4 separate regions of the Mus musculus genome follow, and regions 2, 3 and 4 are each linked to region 1. Evidence: chromatin contacts called from public promoter capture Hi-C data. All regions are on one chromosome and are shown on one strand. The core of a region is the stretch at or near the end of the contact, and the rest is flanking DNA. Distances in the headings are between cores, read along the strand shown.

Region 1 (3,355 bases), core at 303-2,802:
GCTCCCCACACAGCAGTACTTTTCTAGCTGGCAAAGTCAGGAACTCTAGAGTTCATGCCACTATCATTATCTTATGCATCTCTTTCTTTCTCCCTTTATTGCCCATACTTAAAAAGTTCTCCCTTCCTTCCTTCCTTCCTTCCTTCCTTCCTTCCTTCCTTCCTTCCTTCCTTCTTCCCTCCCTCCCTCCCTTCCTCCCTCCCTTCCTTCTTTCCCTTCCTTTCTTTCTCTATAACCCATTGTCTATTCGTCTCTCCCTAAACTTGAGTCTCCTTTTTCTCCTTATAAGCTGAAAGCCAACAAGCTTTAGTGAGCTTTCTGTTTCTGCCCCTCACAGCTGAGATTATAGGTTTTGTGGTGACATCCAGCTTGTTACATGGGTGTCAGGATTTGAACTCCTGTCATGATTGCAAGTAAGAGCTCTTAACTGCTGAGTCATTTATCCAGCCCCTTATTTTTTTGAGTTCTTGTCATAAGCTGCCCAGGCAGGTCTTGAACTCTCTATGGAGTCGAGGATGACCTTGGCTTCTCCTCCACAGTGCCAGAATTACAGGCTATACTATGCCTGCTTCCTCTCTTTTGTATTTGAATTGTTGTATTCAATGTGCATGCATCTTAACAAATGAAGAGATAAACATTTTGCTTAATAAATTTTCTCACTGGAAGGCACCTCTGCTAAAGAGCCAGAGGCCCTATGGTCTCTTGCCTTCTACCAACAAAGATCGGTTTCCATGTGTAGCCATGATCTTGTTTATACATTCACTTCTCAGGGAATGGCCTCTTTCCTCAACAAAACTAGGAAATTCATCCAAATTGTTTTTATTTATTTAGTGTACAAGGGAGGTGCTGTGTGTGTCACAGCAGGAGCGTGGAAGTCAGAGGATGTAGAGAGTTGATTCTCTCCTTCCTGAGATGGTACCCTACTTTAGCATCAAACACCTTTACCTGAAGAAAACTCATCAGCCTCTCATCTAAAATTTAATCTCTCTTGTTAGATTATTAAAGGCAGCTACTGAGAGAGTAGATAAAAGAGGCTGGGTCTGATCATAGCCGAGACAAGTTCATGTACGGTGAGGGTACATTTTTGTGTAGATGGCTAAGATACTCACAGAAGATGAGATATGGCCTCCTATAGGGGTAGAAATGACTTCACAGTCCGTAAGGGAAGCTGAGAAGTGTACTCTAGCAGCAGGTAATCATTATCATCATTATTATAGTTTGAAATTTATCTTAGCGGTCTTTAAAAGAAGTTCTTAGACTCCAATAAAGGTACAGCTTTACTTTCACAGGGGAAAACACACTTCAGAGAACTTGGCATGGCTAAGTCCATTCTTGGGCTCCTTAAGTAACTCTTCAAAGGCCTCCTACCCTTTCCAGGCCCCGCCCCCCCGTTCAGAGCCCGCCCCCATCTTCCAAATTCTCTTTCCTTTTCTCCCAGACCTCGCCTTATCCAAGGCTCCGCCTCCTCCTTCGTAAAGAGGCGATTTCATAATCACCTCCCCCTGGGCAGGGTCTGGGGTGTGCGCTTGCGCATAGCGAGGCTTCCGGGCCCGGTCACGTGCTCGGCGCCGGCCGGCCAAGATGGCAGCGTCCTGCGTGGCGCTGCTGGTTCTGGCGCTGCTGTTGCTGGTGCTGCTGCTGGGCTTGTGGAAGCGTGGGCGGCAAACGGGCAGGGCCCGGCACATGGTCGTCGTGGTGCTGGGCGACGTGGGCCGCAGCCCCCGCATGCAGTACCACGCGCTGTCATTGGCCCAGAGCGGCTTTTCGGTGACGCTGCTGGGGTTCTACAGTGAGTGGCGGGGACCTGAGAGGGAGGCTCAATCAGGAGCCTTGACTCTCCCTGTTTTGGGACAGAGGCGGGAGCAGCTGTGCTCCTCTCCTGCCTGTTCTGGTCTGGACCGCTGTTTTCTGGTGTCTGGGAGCAGCGGGCGTCAGTCGCCGTTTACCATACGTGAGGACTACAAATAGATCGGTTGCAAAAGTGTCTGTCACTTGCTTTGTTTAGGTAGTGCACAGACAGGCTGCAACCCTGGTGTGTGAGACCTTAGTGCTGGTCACCACTTCCTCATGCTGCCTTTGTCACTGAGTTGGCAGGCTGAATGTTTCTTCACATCCCTTGTCCAGCCGCAGAGCTTTTCTTGCTGTGGATGGTTCTCTTGTCCCCTAAGGTGTAGGCAGAGGTGTCCACTCCCTCATCATGTCCACGTGGATGATTTTTCAGGGGTTCACTCTTACTATGCAGCCTCTAGCTGGTTTGGATCTCACTATGTAGGCCAGAGTGTCCTTGAACTCACAGAGATCCACTTGCTACTGCCTTTAGAGTGTTGGGATTAAAGGCATGCACTTTAGTAGCCCCTCAGGTATCCAACCTTTTGACACAGTCATATGAAATCTGCTAGCATGTTGGGGACATTCATAACTATCCTCGAACACGTGCTGGGCACCTCAAATTGGATCTGCGAACTTGGGGGTGGCCCAGCTCTATCTAAGGGAAAGTGGAAATAGCCCTTATTGGTCCCCGTGTGGAGTGCTATCCTAGGGCAGACTGCCATCCAGGAGTTCTACTCTTTATCAGTTAAATTGGGTCCCTATTGCATGCCAGTCATCAGGTTAAATTAAGTAGGTATGATGAATGCCCTTCGAGGGTATTCTATAGAAGAACACAAAGTGACCTCATTTTCTATTCTGGGTACTGGGGACCTGTGAGGTTTTGATAGGTGTTATTTTCCTTCCACCTTGTTTACTTGAGATGGGCATGCTTTGTAGCACATGCTGGCTTTGAACACTTTATCCTGCCTTATCCTTCCAAGTACTGGAATTACAGATGTGAAGGAACACACCCAGCTGACTGTAACTGGCTATTTCTGATACCTGAAAGGGCTCATTTGCATTTGCAGACTCCAAACCTCGAGATGAACTCTTGCAGAATGATAGGATTCGGATTGTGAAGTTGACAGATCTGCGGGGCCTGGGAGGTAGGACCAGTCAACTCCAGGTTCTTGACTAGGGGTAGGGATGGTTGCGTATTGGGAAGATGAAGGGACTCTCAGTGCCAAGAGCTCTTTTGTAGAGACAGATGTTTTCTGACTTGCAGCTGGGCCCCGAATTCTCCAGTATGGAGTCAAGGTTGTATTTCAGGCAGTGTACTTGCTGTGGAAGATGATGCGCATGGACCCTGCAGCCTACATCTTCCTCCAGGTATGTGCCAGCTGCTCTTTCCTTCTGTGAGAATCACCATTATCATAGCAGGTCTCTTGCTGGTCTTTTAAACATGCACACATCGGGTTGTGGGTGTGGCTCAGTGAGGTCTTGGATTTGATTTCCAGCCCACATACAAAATGAACAAATTATTAAA
Region 2 (3,355 bases), core at 418-2,917, 1.4 Mb before region 1:
TTTTTAAAGATTTATTTATTATTTTTAATTATATGTAGGTGTATGAGCCTATATCTGGGCATGTACGTGTGAGGTGGCAGTGGAGGTCAGAGGCGTTAGATCCCCTGAATTTGGAGTTATATATGATTGTGAGCTGCCTGACACAGTGCTTAGAATACAACCCAAACCCTCTAGAAGGCCTCTAGAGGCCTGCCTCATGGGGTTTGTTTGTTTGTTTGTGTGTTTTTCTTTTTTCCATCTTCCTATTTTAAGGCAGGATCTCTCATTGGCCTAGAAATTAGCTCCTAGGCTAGTGTAGGAGGGCAGGGAGTTCCAATGATCCACCTGCTCTCCCTCCACCTCCCCAGTATGGGAATTACAAGAGCTCATCATCACATCCAGATTTTTCACATGCTTGTTTGGCAAGCACTATATCAACTGAGCTATCTCCCAGCCTTAAGGGAAAAAAATTGAAAGTTTTCTAGAGCATGCTTGCACATGCCTTTCATCCACACTGAGGAAGCAGAGGTTGAAGGATTATACACTGGGCTACATTGTGAGAAGTCTCAGAACAACAAAAAGATTATATATAACGAATAAAAATAAAAGGAGCTGGAGAGGCAGTTCACTGTATATAGCACTGGCTGCTCTTCCAGAGGGTCTGGGTTTGATTCCCAGCACCCACACCAGAGCTCACAACTCTCCAGTTTCAGGGGATTCCAACATTCTCTTCTGGCTTTCATGGGCAGCAGGCACATGTGATACACAGACAGACAGGCAGGCAAAACACCATACACCTTTAAATAAATAAATTTTAAAATAAACGAGAGCTGTGAAAGAAAGGCAAAAATCATAGGAGAAACTATTTTTGGAAATGTTAAGCTGTTAGTATGTGGGGAGAGGGTCCAAAGTCTTCAAGCATACGAAGATGTGTACGGAAAAAGTTAAGGTTGGTCTTCAAGTAAGAGAAGTTGTAGTTGCCTTACACTTTCTCTCATATCCCGTACTTCGTGAAACTCAAGAAAGTCTAATAGATGCTCTCCTGGTTTAATGACCCCCACACTGACCTCGTAAGTTCCATTCATCACATAATTATTGCTTCATTGATTGTGAAGACAGAGACTGATCTCTCACCATTGCACATCGTAGATGGTACCAGGTTGTCAGGCTTTACCTCAGACTCTGAAGATAGCCCATGCAGTGGGCAAACTACTTTGTTTCCTACGTGTTTGCATTCGTTGAGTCATTTGCGAAGGTTAGACCACGCAAGAATAGGAAAAAGCCTAGAGGCGAGGTCGAAGAAAGTTAAGATCCTGCTATGGAGAATGAGTTTCAGCGGGTTCGTCCAACCCCTGGGTCCTGTTTCAAGTACACCACAGACATGTCCTAAGAGGGAGGCCCTCCCGGCCAATATGAGACCTGACCTGAAGCCCCCCATACGGAGGACTCGCTGGACCCCTCGCACTTTCTGCTGCCCCAAATTCCCTCAGCCAACCGAGTGACTGCCAACTATCTGGTATTAGGCAGTACATTGCGAACGCTCCGGGACTAGCCACTGAACTACGACTCCCAAGAGGCACTGCGACTGATTGATAAATCAAACAGCCAATAAAAGATTAGCAGTGTCCTGGAGACCCAGTCCTGTAGAGGAGAGGCGGGCCTTCCCGTGGGTAGCTCTTGGAGCCAGTGGGCGTCTCCGTGGCGGGGCTCCGGCTCCTCCCCTAGACTGTGCTCTAGGGTTCCCGGTGTCCAGTCTCTGGCAAGGTGGGTCACCTGCAGGCGGGCACTGGCTTCTGAGCTGCCTCAGAACGTGGTGTCGCAGGTGGCTACTGGAACTGACACCCAACACTGCTGTGGAGCTGCGTGTCCGAGCTGACTGGGCCGCGGAGCCGCACTCCCTATCCTTAACCACGCATTGGTCGCGCTGTGGCCTTGGCTCTGCTTCGCTCAGAGGTGCTGGATCAGGTCGGTGTCTGCCAGATGCCGGAGAGTTGGTGCGAGCTACCCACAAGATGATAGCTTAAACTTTCCCTGGGGATTCCTCTACCGGCCCTAACGCGTTGTGAATTTCGCCAGATACAAAAATAAAATATTCTCTCCAGTGCCCTTCTGGGGTATTATGACTTTTCTCCTTAAAAACTGACGAAAAGACCGGGAACTATTTTGTTTTCAGAGTCTGGGATAAAGACTAGCAAATGAGAAAGCTATGTCTTTGCAGTCCTTCCAGGGAGGCTTCGTTCCTAACATTTTTCTAGCCTTCAGATTTCTCCAGAGCAAGGACCCAGAAGACATAATCAGTTTACCATTAGAGTGACACATTGTTCCCAGAGCCCCCAAAATGGCAGCTAGAATGGAGATAACTTTGAGCACCCACACTGAGGATTCTGACAAGCAAGAGAGACACATAATAATGAAGCTGGAAGAAAACCGTGGCCCCCCTCAGCAAAAAGCCTATCCTGACCCTGAGCTTTCCCGCCAGGGCTTCAGACACTTTTGCTATCAAGAAGTGTCTGGGCCCCAGGAAGCGCTCTCCTGCCTTCAACAGCTCTGCAGACAGTGGCTGCAGCCTGAACTACACACTAAAGAGCAGATTTTGGAGCTCCTGGTGATGGAGCAGTTTCTGGTCATCCTACCTCCAGAGATCCAGGCACAGGTCTGGCATCGGTATCCAAAGAGCAGCAGGGAGATTGTGACTCTGGTGGAAGATTTGCACAGAACATCCAAAAAACCAAAGCAGTGGGTAAGGAGGGTCCTATTTCTGTGGGTCCTAGGTAATGTTTTTGTTGTCTTTTGAGGTAGTGTTTTGTCTCATGATCCCTAGTTAGAGATTCCAGGCTTCAAAAGTTGCTTCCAGCCTGGAGGAATCCCCTTATCCCCCAAAGCCATAACCAGGGTTTCAGAAAACCGAGCCACTGGCACCCAGTGAGGAAGCAGAGAACTAAGCTATTCCTTCAGAGACTCCAACCTTGTAAGAGTAGGTTTTGTTTGTTTGTTTTTTAAGATTTTTATTTATTATATCTAAGTACACTGTAGCTGTCTTCAGATACACCAGCAGAGGGCGTCAGATCTCATTACGGATGTTTGTGAGCTGGGATTTGAACTCAGGACCTTTGGAAGAGCAGTCAGTGCTCTTAACCTCTGAGCCATCTCTCCAGCCCCCATAAGAGTAGTTTTAAGGAATCTCTACTGTCAGGTCTTCCCTGACCCACATCTTGAAGCTTTGCTACAATCAGAATTCTTAGCCAACAGGTCTAGCCTGTTCCATAGGAAACTAATTTTGGTGAAGCTCTGTGGACTTTGTTCCAGTGAAGTGTCTACCATATTGCCTTTGAATGGGAAAGTCTCAACTCAGTTCTCAGGTGTCTTGCCCCACCCC
Region 3 (3,355 bases), core at 283-2,782, 1.4 Mb before region 1:
CCTGACATCACCACTGGCCTGCACACTAATGCATGTGCACTGGCCCTCATGCTCACACAAGGGAAAACATTATCTGACTCTGACACTTGTTCTCTCCTACAAGTTCTTGCTATAGCTATAGAAATCCACATATACATGTGATTTTGATAGATAGATAGATAGATAGATACGTATACATAATACACAATATGTGTGTGTGTGTGTGTGTCACAGATAGGTCTCAATCCACCACCAGTGTGGACAAGGCATACAATGTTCATCCTAGAACTGATGAAAGTTCCATAATGCAGGAGAAACAACTGTCTTACCTATCGAGTCCAAATTCTCAAAACTCTTCAATGGGGCTTCTCTGCTGAGGGTCTTCTGAGCAGGGTGCAGACTCACACATTCCTCTTGAGAAAAATACACATCCAGATCTTCAAATAGCAGTGGTCTCTGAAACAGAAGCACTGTTGTTAGTATAAAAAGCTAGCAGGTCAGTTGAGTGTCCTGGAAGGCTGAAAAGAGCTAAACCCCTCCGCATTCTAAGGCGAAAAGGCTTGGTGTAAAATATTCCTCCCTGGGGGAACTCTATGGCTTGAATAGGGTGGGGGAGAGAGCATAAACATAAATTTTCAAACAGTGGTGTGAGAATCAAGAAGTACACCGTGAGAACGTAGTCTTTCCTGAAAAGATAAGTGAACAATTCTTGGGGAGAGAAATTATTTCGGATTCTCTAAGAAGGGAGGGGAAGGGGGGGGGGACGACACTGGCCAGCCCAGTAAGAATCCTGAGAAATAGTTTTTAGGAGTTTCCTAACATCATTCTTTGCTAGTTTGTGTTTCTTTTTCATCAGTGATTGCTCAGCTACACACACACACACACACATCACGACCACCACCACCTAAAGCTCTAGTTCTCTCCTAAGTTTACTGTTCCTGTAAACCCATAGAGCTTTTGGTGTAAAATTCACCTGGGTTTTAATTATCATTATTCAACAGGTGTGAAGCCCAGGAATCTGCCATTTGGAGACGCATTTCAGCAAGATAACTTTGAGAAATTGTTATAGACCCCTGCTAGGGCTCTCCTCCACCTGATGATTCTGAAATGAGGAAGTCGGTAAGCCAAGAAACGTAAGACAGCTTGGTCAAAGGGCTATCTGAGGAGGCGCCTCAGGACCTGCGCGTCTAACTGCCGCCAGGTCAGGACACCTGTAGGAAAATAGCGACACAATTCACCTGCTCATCCGATGTGGGGAGCGTGGACGCCATCTGGGGAAAGGAAGGGCTCCTTAAGTCCCCACGTTTGGACAACACTTCGAGTGGAGAGTCTCCAACTCCGCTGCCAGGCCTTTCCACTTCGCCCTCAAGCTCCTTTGAGAATCTGAGCTGACGGCTTCTTTCTCCAAAACAGCTCTGAAACAGCCACACTCACCAGCCCCGGAGTACCGACAACCTCGCCCAACCCGGCAGAAGCAGCGTGAAGCCACGCCCAGCCGAGACGCGACAAAGGAGGCGGAGGCCACCACAACACTCCCACGCTCCCATGCTCCCCACGCAGTAGCTGCAGGGAAACCGCCGGAAGCGACCCCCCCCATCCATCCTGCATCCTGATTGGCCAGCGTACTCCCGAGGCGGCGGTCCCTCCTTAATGGACCAATTGAGCAGCTTCCCGAGGACCTGAATCGCACCTGGCAACTGAGAGGCTATTCCTGAGCTTCTACAAGCAGCCGTTTCCGGTTCCTCTGGCTGGGTCTCGGTGGTGAGTGCCCCGCCTGTTGATATGTTCAGTCGGAGCAGTAGAATGGTCCCTGAGGGACACGGTGATTCCGAAAGCAGAGACCGGACCACTCTGGAGTCGATCACGGATGGCGGGAACACACAGACGCTGGGGGGGCCGGAGCTTTCGGTAGGAGGGGGTGAGGTGAATGAGAGGCCCCGAGATCCAGGCTTAGCTTGGGCCCAAGCCCAGTCTCAGATGGATTGTGGGGCTACGGTGTGTAAGAGGTTATCTTTGTGCAATCACAAATTCAGGTCAGGTTAGCCTTGTTGCTCGTGTCCGTTCCCGAAGTATTCTAGGGACATGAACCATTGTACCCGACAGGTGTAGTCCAACCAAATGATTGGGGCCCATAGCGGACATCGAGCGGGAATAGACCGCGGATTTCCTTCGCAGGATGTCTGGACCTGCCCTAGTGGCAAATGTTCTTGTAACCAACATTGAGCAGCGAATTGAAGATTCAAAATCATAAAGTCGAGCTCTTTCTAGAACTGTCACTAATTAGATGATCGTGCCAATTTTCCCCCCTTTGGTACTGAGGGTGAAACTACGGTTTCACGCATAGTAGACTTTCTACCACTGAGCTCAGACCCCTATCCTTGTTTTAAACTTTATTTTGAAATGAGGTTGACCCAAGCTAACTCTGAAATCACTGTATAGCCCCAGTAGACCTGCAATTAAGGTCTTGCCTCAGTACCCCTTAGTAGCTAGATCCAAACCCACATCTGGACACCTTTTAACTTTGCTTTCCTCAGCTGCAAAGAGCCCATAGTGCCTCTCTTTGATAATACAGAGGGCAATTTAAACTATTATAAGATGTTAAGTGAAAAGATTCGCCAGATTATGAGAAAGAGTTTGGGGGTCAACAAACAAGATTAGTACCTTGAAAATTCCAAATAAACCCCAGGTCTCTTGTCTCTTTCGTTAGAGATGGAGTCTTACTCTATGCCCTTGGCTGCTCAGAACTTGCTCTGTAGACCAGCCTGGCCTCCAACATCGAACACATCCATTTGCTTCTGCCACCCAAGTGCTGGGATTAGAGATGAGGCCACCCCACCCAGTGCCAACATAATCTGTTATGCTAATGTCAGGTTACTCAGGGATTGGCTGCATGGTTATTAAAACATTTGAGGTGAAGAGTAGTGGGATTTGACAGAATGTCAGGATAGTTTCAACTGCCAACAACAGAATCTAACGAAACAATTAAAGCAGTTGTGTTCATTCTGGGGCTCAGTGGCAGCATACAGGCCCGTGTTTCCTATTAAATATGTTGATAATGCCAATGGAACACAGCTACTGCATGCTAACTTTTTTTGTTTAATGGACCCATCCCAAGTTTTTCAAGAATAAAGATTCATTAGGGTTTGGCCTATCAATGCAAGTGCTCTGTCACTGGGAGAAGAGTCTGACACACTCTAGCCATCTAACTACAAAGTAAAAACTCTGGGTAAAGGAAAAATGCAAGTAGAAAGTCAGTAACATTCTCACAAGGACAAGCTATCCATTATTATCTAAATTGTCTGGGAATGATCACTAAAGACCCCAGGGTAAAAAACCCAAATGCTTCACTGACAGATGAAAAAATGAGAACAAACTT
Region 4 (3,355 bases), core at 447-2,946, 1.3 Mb before region 1:
TCTATTCCCACTACTCCGCTGCTCCCCTAACAGAGGCGCCCAAGCAGCCCAGGACTTTGGCACTGAGATCCCGTTGAGCACTTCAAGCTCGTTTTGTGCTCTCTACTCTAAAAAGAGTATGCTGGCACCAGTGTATATAAGCACAGTGGGTACAAGAGGGCATGCCTGGCCCAGTCATATAGCCTAGATCAGGAGTTACTCCCTTCCCAAGCATGCACATCCCTGGGCTCTCCCCAGTAGCTTTGGGCCCAGGTTGGGACAGTGTGGCATCTCTGCTGCTGCTCCTCCCTGCAGCCAGGCACCTTCTCTTATTCGAAGCTCAGAGAATGCACAGACCAAGGCTTCCATGGAGGGCCAGTATGGTGGGGGAGGAGTGGCCAGGCCTTCTGTGCAGTAGGGCCTGCTCTCCCCTGTCTAGGGGGTGGATCTGCAGGTCTCCCATAGCAACTGGTCCTTATGATGTCACAGTAAAGACTAGTCTTCCTGGACCTCCTAGTTTGGGAGAGTATGGTATGTCAGGGGCAAGGAGGGAGGCGGGCAAGGGAAGAGACCAGAAACCTAGGGTAAATTTGTTGATGTTAGATTCAGAGCAAGCCACATAAGACAAATTGGCTTTGGTATGCTGGAAAGTCATTCGCTAGGCTTCCTCATTTGTGGCAGGGAGAACGAGGATTTGGAGAACAAACCTGTAGAGATCTGAATCATGCTGAGAAGATGGTTCTGGGTGACACTTGTCTAATTATCCATTTTCTCATAGGTTAAGCAGTATGTAGATAATGCCAATTTTTTTCCTGTGCATTCTGACAAACTGGAACAATTATTCTGCTGGTAGAAATATAAAACTACAGGTTCTTTAGAATCTTAACTCCACCACAACTCTGTTTCATTATAGAAAATTTAGTTCTAGGTTTTACATCTAGGTGTATGAACCATTGTTTTTTACATAGATATTAATTTGCTATGGATTGCTCATTGTTTCAAAACCATTTGTTGCAAAGACTGTTCAAATGCATTGTCCCCCATGTTAGACTAGCCACGAATGTATGGCCCTACCCCACATATTTTTGTCCTTAAGTATCTACTCTTGGTCAGTACCACCGTGTTCTAGCCAAGGGCACCTTTACTTCTTGCACCTACCCATTTTCCTTATCGCCCACCCTTCCTGGCACAGCTCTCCTCTCTCCAGCCCTGCTTTTGTCGCGGTTGTCCTCGACTCGTAGCAGTCACCAAGGAGAGTTCTCTGTAGAGCCTGTGCTGACCCTGACACCCTAGGCGTGGTACACCAGCACTACCTCGCTCCACAGTTTCCAGGGCAACCTCTGGCGCGCGAGTCTGGGCGCCAATTTCCGGCTTGTCGGGAATACTGACTAGCTGTGCGTGCACAAAAGCCTTCCGGGTACAGGTCTCGAATTCTGCCCAGGGTAGGGTATCTTCGTTCCTGTCATTCTGTGGATACTTTATGAGGCTTCGACTGCGGGGTTTAGCTATGCTTTTACAAATACAAAGGAGACTCGGTCACAAAAGGTTATAATGTGCTCCATATATCAGTGAGGTAATGAGAGTTCCAACGGGACCAGAGCCAAAAGCGCTCTCTGAAAGACTATGACGTTGCGCAGCTCGCAAGGTGCTTGGCGCCACCTGTTGGTCTGTGTCCTGCGCTTGCGCTCACCACCCCTCTTCGCTTCCTGTCCTGTTTGGCCTGGTCCGCACGCTGTCCAAGGCCTCTGAGCGTTGCTATAGAGACCGGAGAGCGCTGGGCCTGCGAACTCTACAGAGACGGGCAGCGGCGCCCCAGTGGACTCTTGGGGACCAGAGCGCCATGTCTTTCCGCGACCTCCGCAGTAAGGCTGCACCCGGCTTTCCCGTGGGCTTCCCAGGATCTCGAGACTCCCCTGCCGGACCCCTGCCAGAGCCGTGGGCCCAGGCAGGCCGTGGGTCCCTGGGCCAGCCAGGGGCTGACAGAACTTTACAGCACCTTTGGAAAGTTCGGTCCGTCACTGGCCACGTGTAGCTAGAACACTGGGAATGTGTCTCGAGCCGCTGAAGAACTGAATGTTTAATTTCACCTCATTTTATCTCTGGTTGTCACGGCCACATTTGCAGCCGCATTAGAAAGGTCTTGCGGAAATGGAGACTTCTTCTGCATTTAGTTTGTAGAAAGAACCAGTAAAGCCGAGGAAGTGGCCGGATGAATGGATGGCTAGTGCTGCTAGGTTGTTTTGTTCATTTTTGAGGGTTTGTTTTGTTTGTTTGTATGTTACAATCTGTCACATGCTGTCCTCTATGTGGGCAATATTTCATTTACTCCTAGCAGGTTTGTGCCCTGGTTAGAGATGAAACAGGCAGCAAGAGGTCAAAGTAATTGAACGAGTTGCTTTAGAGTTTGAATCCAGCTTGCCTGAATGCCAAATACTGGGCAGAGAACTTGGCTAGAGAGTGGGGAAGCAGACTACTCTTACTCGTTATACTCTTTGGGGGAAACATCCTTTTTGTGGCAGGTGATTATATTTCACCCTTATTGTTCCTAGTTTTAACTGCAAGTTAAGTAGTATAGCTACCCCTGGTTCACACAGCTAGAGTGATGGGACTGTGTGACCTAAAAAATCTTACTTCACTTACAGAAGAGTAGCAGCTATTAGGGTCGTGTTGTCTAGGGTTTGAGGGTATTTGAAACAGTGTAATTATGACTGTCCCACGTAGTTTTTGATGAGGCTGGCACTTTACTGGGATCATTGAATAGTGATCATTGTACTGGAAAGAATATTTAAAAGGAGTATTTCAGAATTTATACTGATTTATATTTTTTTACCTTAAATAAATGCTGTATAGTGTGTAATCTATGAGACTGTCACCATTTATAACAGTGGAGAACTTGATAGCTACTACTTAGCTAAAAGGAGTGTTTAGGCAAAACCTGACTTTTTTCATAGAGGTATAAGGAAAAGCTGCAATATAAAGGGTATACATATATGGGATATATGTGTGTGTGTGATATAAGGGAAAGAAATAAGGGAAGGATGCTTCCTATCTTTCTACCATCTCTTCGTGACCTAGCAGAGTCTGCCTGCCCTGCTTTGTTGCCCAGATAGATTGTTTGGAATGCTGAATGTACATTTTGAATACCCGTAAGCATGAGTAGACATTACATTGCCAGGAACCATGGTCAAGATCTCAGCATATTGTAAGAACTCAGAAATGTTGGTTGTTTTCTTGCTTTCTTGCTCTCTTTTACTTGTTTTTCAAGACAAGGTTTTTTCCTGTCTTGAACAACAGCCCTGGATGACCTAGAACTTGTTTCATAGACCAGGTTAGCATCAGGTTCACAGAGGTCCATCTGCCTCTGCCTATGAGCACT

What was found. Promoter capture Hi-C pulls out the DNA fragments that hold promoters and counts their contacts. Capture Hi-C pulls out chosen DNA fragments and counts their contacts.
Region 2: a contact with region 1 is called in a promoter capture Hi-C map of adipose tissue, with 2.2 times the contacts expected there. The contact joins the promoter of Zfp174 here to the promoter of Alg1 in region 1. A contact is called at or near these places in 3 of 39 promoter capture datasets (cranial neural crest, liver and pre-B cells), 1 of 484 Hi-C or Micro-C datasets (B cells) and 1 of 9 other capture datasets (adipose tissue).
Region 3: a contact with region 1 is called in a promoter capture Hi-C map of pre-B cells. The contact joins the promoter of Zfp597 here to the promoter of Alg1 in region 1. A contact is called at or near these places in 6 of 39 promoter capture datasets (cranial neural crest, hematopoietic stem and progenitor cells, liver and 2 more) and 1 of 9 other capture datasets (liver).
Region 4: a promoter capture Hi-C map of liver shows a contact between it and region 1. The contact joins the promoter of Cluap1 here to the promoter of Alg1 in region 1. A contact is called at or near these places in 2 of 39 promoter capture datasets (cranial neural crest and liver) and 1 of 115 datasets of contacts at active chromatin or transcription factors (pancreatic cancer cells).

What each region holds. Positions count from the first base shown.
Region 1 is chr16:5,232,069-5,235,423 of GRCm38.p6, forward strand. It overlaps Alg1 (asparagine-linked glycosylation 1 (beta-1,4-mannosyltransferase)), which reads left to right and starts at 1,553. Exons shown (of 13, transcript NM_145362.2): 1 at 1,553-1,789; 2 at 2,898-2,975; 3 at 3,095-3,198. The coding sequence starts at 1,582.
Region 2 is chr16:3,845,556-3,848,910 of GRCm38.p6, forward strand. Zfp174 (zinc finger protein 174) reads left to right here and starts at 1,668. Exons shown (of 3, transcript NM_001081217.1): 1 at 1,668-2,719. The coding sequence starts at 2,318.
Region 3 is chr16:3,870,842-3,874,196 of GRCm38.p6, forward strand. Zfp597 (zinc finger protein 597) reads right to left here and starts at 1,533. Exons shown (of 3, transcript NM_001033159.2): 1 at 1,218-1,533; 2 at 309-435. The coding sequence starts at 1,250. It also overlaps a transcript of Zfp174 not described here and a transcript of Naa60 not described here.
Region 4 is chr16:3,907,313-3,910,667 of GRCm38.p6, forward strand. It overlaps Cluap1 (clusterin associated protein 1), which reads left to right and starts at 1,697. Exons shown (of 12, transcript NM_029738.2): 1 at 1,697-1,841. The coding sequence starts at 1,820. It overlaps 1700037C18Rik (RIKEN cDNA 1700037C18 gene), which reads right to left and starts at 1,377. Exons shown (of 3, transcript NM_028484.2): 1 at 1,138-1,377. The coding sequence starts at 1,141. Gm41410 (predicted gene, 41410) reads right to left here and starts at 1,341. Exons shown (of 4, transcript NR_153801.1): 1 at 1,293-1,341.